Regions from separate parts of the Bombyx mori genome. Here region 1 is linked to region 2. Evidence: chromatin contacts called from public Hi-C data. All regions are on one chromosome and are shown on one strand. The core of a region is the stretch at or near the end of the contact, and the rest is flanking DNA. Distances in the headings are between cores, read along the strand shown. Region 1 holds the start of LOC101737035. Region 2 overlaps LOC101737035.

Evidence for each region. A called contact is a pair of places that touch in the nucleus more often than the background predicts.
Region 1: a Hi-C map of midgut shows a contact between it and region 2, with 2.5 times the contacts expected there. The contact joins the promoter of LOC101737035 here to the enhancer-like site in region 2. A contact is called at or near these places in 5 of 7 Hi-C or Micro-C datasets (midgut, posterior silk gland and whole pupa).

Annotation. Positions count from the first base shown.
Region 1 is chr22:3,811,335-3,814,068 of ASM3026992v2, reverse strand. It overlaps LOC101737035, which reads left to right and starts at 1,382. Exons shown (of 3, transcript XM_004931948.4): 1 at 1,382-1,659.
Region 2 is chr22:3,767,621-3,770,441 of ASM3026992v2, reverse strand. The region is part of intron 2 of LOC101737035; the gene reads left to right. Among protein-coding and RNA genes, the nearest start is that of LOC101737035, 44 kb to the left of the region's middle. Within about 2 kb of position 1,316, at least 6 of the 8 cell types and tissues checked have open chromatin away from gene starts, as enhancers often do.

The sequences.
Region 1 (2,734 bases), core at 133-2,632, 44 kb before region 2:
GGGGAATAGCATAGTGTTGTTCTATGTGAAAAGGTAATTAATACGAAACGAAAAATGACTTTCACGATACATGAATAATATCGTACAAACCTAGAGTAAAAACAAGATAACCAATATAAGTTGTGTATTTATTCGTAATGGTGTTGTTTTTAACGCAATCTGTAGCGAAAATGTAAATAATTTTAAGGTTTTTTACTATTCTAAATTTGAGATTGAAATATTCGGCATATATACCCAAAGTATAAATATAATGTACTTACCATTATAAAATATTAGATGCAGGTGATAAGTGGTAAGAAAAGCGAATAAGTACTGTTAGAAAAACAAACATAACAATTTTTTTTTATAACTTAGATGGGTGGACTAGCTCACAGCCCACCTGGTGTTAAGTGGTTACTGGAGCCCATGGACATCTACAACGCAAATGCGCCACCCACCTTGAGATATAAGTTCTAAGATCTCAGTATGCGGCTGCCCCACCCTGCAAACCGAAACGCATTACTGCTTCACGGCAGAAATAGGCAGGGTGGTGGTACCTAACCGCGCGGACTCACAAGAGGTCCTACCACCAGTATTACGTGGAGACCACAGAATTTGACCATATCGACGCTTGAAAGGCAAACGTGACTAAGCGACAATGCGTGAACTTTACAGTAGACTAATTTAAAGTTGATATACCTGAAAAAAATTGTATTTTAACGAATCTAACTGTAGGATGGAAATGATTTTAATAGACCTAGAAATATATTTTTTTTGCGCATCGAATATGGTTATTACCTATCATTTATGTACAAAGCAGTTATTGTCGCATAGTCACGTTTGCCTTTCAAGCGTCGATATATATATATACAAAAAAAAAGATATTTTACATTAGGATTTTACAAGATGCAAGAAGCGAATCTGAGTGCAGCCTGGCCGGGCCGATCCGAAACCGTGTGTCTTCGACCTGACCCGCACCGCGTGCTCTCGGCGTATTTCAACTACCGATTGTAAATGTCACGCGTCCAACGCTGCCCAAGTTTCATTAATTACAACACGGTATTTGAGAAATCCATATTTTAGTCATTTCAATTCTTTAATAAATAATTCCCGTAAAGGTAAGAGAAAAAAACAAGAGAATAAAATGTGAATATCATTTAAAAAAGAAAATTTAAGTAATCATTAAAAAATTACGGAGCTGTACTTAATTTATCATATTATAATTATTATACATGTCAAGACCAAAAGAAAAAACTGATTGGTTTTTAATACAGCCTAATAAACATGATACTTAAAACTATTGATGCAATTAATACAAATTCATTTGACAATTTTGTGAATAATTGATTTCAATTATTGTCTAAAGTTATCGTCCTAGGTGATTCATTGTAACATTCACTCAACAACGCTTATCGATGCAGCATTGTACACAGAATCTAAGTAAGTCTCGTTAGAGCCACGTAACGTAGTACGGATGTCCAGCAGCCCCTCTTCCCTCACAAGAGTGGAGAGAGGGCGGAGCCGCGAACCTCAGTTCTCCTCCGCACACAGCAGCGCGTGTACGTACGTGCGCAACACAGTGCCGAAACAAAACAAAAAACAAAAAAAAAAACAGTTGCATTTTATAACAAAAATACGTGCTGTGCTCCGAATAACAAAAACCGCTGGATTTTGTTTGACGTAAGTGTGATTTTAGGTTTGTTTTCATTTAGTTCGGTGAAAGCACGATCACTGAAAGGCTGTATAGATGGAATTGAAAGGTGAATGAATCGCTTTGCTTAGTTCAGCGCTTATTGTGATATCGTCATTAAGTTATCTTCAAGTTTAATAACCTTTTGCCTAATAATAATATTATGTGCTTATTAGAGTCACATAGATAGAGTTCTTATAAACATTTTAGTAGCTGCGTTCTGTTAAGGTTTTGGCCGATCGCATTAAGAAAAGCTGATTAAGCCATGTGGAACTTATAATATTAGTAACAGCTTGATACATAAATCTGTTTTTATGTAGTTGATTAGTTAAGTCGATTCGTAAAGTCGTAGGTTTCTGTCTTTCCCATAAATATATCATCTATACTTCTAGATTAATTTAATAAATAATTAAAGAGTTTTTACATTAGAACACGAAATGAATGTGATATTAAAACAGTCGTGTTGTTCAGGTCCATTGAAAGGTAGGTATGAAAGTGGACAATCGTTATTCTGAGCCTCAAAGACTTCGGAACTGTGCCTCAAAGTTTGGAGTGGTATAATTTTTTTTTTTTTTTTTTTTTTTTTTTTTTTTTTTTTTTTTTTTTTTTTTTTTTTTTTTTTTTTTCTATTGCCCTTGTAGGCAGACGAGCATACGGCCCGCCTGATGGTGAGTGGTTACCGTCGCCCATGGACTTCAGCAATGCCAGGGACAGAGCCAAGCCGCTGCCTAATATTCTGAAGCGTTTGAATATAGTCCATTACGTACATATAAATACGTACGTGACGTGTACGTATAATTACGTACACGTCTGCGATTTACGCCAATAAAAAATGAAATAAACTTTTTATGAATTTATAAGGAATTTGTTTTTGCACTCATCACTAAAGTTTTAATCGACACCTACGCTACCATCATGCATTTGCATATTTTTTTTCCCAAGCTGAAGATTTACGTCGTAAATAATAGATTATCTATTTAAATATTTTTTTGTAATTTATTCGCCGTTTATGTTTTCAATTTTAGTGCTACATAATTAAGCTAATAGTAAGTAATAGTAATAATA
Region 2 (2,821 bases), core at 67-2,566:
TCGTAATGCTCATTACCTCCGCCACCGCCACAGTGACAGTTCCCTGCCTATTCGTTGGTAGCATAGAGGACTATTCCAGGAATTCCGGAGGGGTAGGTGAGCTCACGGGTTCAACCTGAGAGAATTTGCTAACACTAGCCCTAGCAAGAGCAGTGCTTCGCCGAATTTACTACCACTTCAGAATTGCGACCCACTGAGAAGTTCCGGCGAGAAACTCAATGGGCTGTGTCTATGGATTAGTTCACTAATCGAACTCTTCTTCGAACGAAGAATGCCGACCAGTCCTGCTTTTCCTACATCGAGCTAAATCCCGCGACCTTCAACTTATGTATTACTAGCGACCCGCCCTCGCTTCGTTTAATATATTATTGATTTATCCACTATTTAATGGATGCTATTATACATATAAACCTTCCTCTTCAATCACTCTATCTTATTAAAAAAACCGCATCAAAATCCATTGCGTAGTTTTAAAGATTTAAGCATACATAGGGACAGATACAGGGACAGAGAAAGCGACTTTGTTTCATACTATGTAATGATGACAGCGTTTTAAGAGATATTTTTATCAAGGCTATTTTTAATGACACGTGCTGATAACGTTACGAGTCCATTTATGCCTTATCTACGTTGCACCGAGGAAGGCGAGAGCGCACACACACAACTGTTTACAACGTGTCAATCTTGTTGAACAAAAAAACATCTTTAAAGATTATTTATTATACGGAATGTCTTTGTCTTGAACATGCGAAAAAACGTGTCATATTTATATCTGCGTTACTTTGTTTGTTTATTCAAGTTGAGCCGTATACGAAATGTGATCTACCTTTGTTTGGACACGTTTCTAATCAAACTTATTAAGCATGACCTATCATTTAAAGTTTTTTAAAAAAATATATTTAATATTTACTTTTTAACTGTTTAATGAAAAAAAAGCCATTAATGTATCTTCAAATTGTTTGTAATTAAGTATTTCTGTGTGGAATAAAGAAAGCTTTATTACTATTATTATTATTATTATCTTTTAAAGTAAAATAAGAGTAGATGCTCAAATTAAACTTGAATACGAGGTGTAGGTATTCCGGTACTTAAAAATATTGTCCATTACATCTTAAACCAAATTTTCATTTATTCATAAATGTGCATGCTTAAAAATATCCAGGAAGCATATTTTTATCGTGCTAGTTTAAAGTTTACATCATTAATTTTTGTAAAAAAAAAAAAACTTATTGTGCAATAATTGTTTTGGCTAAACTGGTGATTGTTGTCATAACCCACCCGATGTAACGTGATTACCAAACCCATGGATATCACAATATAAATGCCGCCATACACACCGCCAAACACATTAACTAAGTCTTAATTTTATAGTATAGCAGCTGTATCTTTCAAGCCGAAACCCACCACGCGGCAGAAATAGGCAAAGTAATTATGAACCTTTGTGCGGGCTTACAATTTTTTTATTATGATTGAAGGATTACTAGTGGCCCGGAGGCCTCTGAAGTTTCACCAGGACAGGGGCTTACAATACTACAAGTAGCTTAAACTGTATTCGTCGATATTTTTTTCGTGGATCATTATACGTTATCCTCTTCGTTTTTCTCAAAAATTTTAAAGGCACACAAATAGACGATAGTGAGCAAACCGCCTTTTGTGCCTCAAGCCAATCGTACAAACCAAAATAGTCTAAGAGACAAAAAAAACGGAACACTTTTTGAACCGCACTTCGCGCTCGTCTTATTTAACTTTATTTGCTTAGAATTTTGTTGCTTTATTTTTGGAAAAGTTAAAAAAAAACAATATATCGACTTTGTTTCCTCTCAAATTGTCACAGGAATCGAATGTAATACGGCATTAGTTTTTTTAATTTTAAATGTCGTTTTCTATTGTTATTAATTAATTAACCTCATTCAAAAACAAAAATAATTTATTTCTGTTTATTGTATTGTCCTTTGGCAAAGGTCTCCCCTAGATTTTGCTATACTTTTCTTATTTTTTCTTAACCTCGTCTTCCCAACTTTTCATTTGTCGTCCGGTCGTCCCTTATTTCTTTTTCTTTCACGAGGATACCACATAATGATATCTTTGGACTATTCTTATCTTCGATACATACCGATCTTCAAATATCCTCCACAAATGTGGTGTGCGGGTTCTCTTCAAAGCAACCACATTTCATAAATTATTGAGAGAATTCTAAACCCCAATTCTTGTTCTAGCCTATTCTAATTCGAACACAGTAAACATAAAATAGACCAAACTCAGGCAACCTAGTTCTTCGACCCAGTTTCATACTTAAACAGGCAAATTTCAAAACATCCGCATATGGTCCACGGAAACTATTGACTCAACTGTTTTTAGCACTAATATAAAACAGAGTGAGTCTTGTTTATTTTGTTACATGCGCATATTTGTTATAGTAATGAATTCTAACGTGAATTTAGTCTAACAACTTATTAATAGTTTGCGAAATAGGGTAAAATGGCCGTTAAATTTAATAATAAAACACTCGAGTGAAATTAAATAAGTACATTGAGATTTTAAATTCGAAAATTGTATTTTTTCTCTGTTTATATTACGAAATTCATTAATTATTTAGAGATTTGTCATATTTTTAAATCGAACTATCTATCCTAAGCTTTATCCTTAATATTTTTTGTACCTTTTACATCTTCGGTTAATAATTTGTATGCGTCGCACTAATGACAATTTTTTTTTTGTTGTATCTGTTTTTACTGAGAGCATTACGATCGTCATTTCGTAAAATAAAAGCAGGTTTACTTAAATGTTTTTTTTTGTATAAAATTTATTTACTAAGCATACG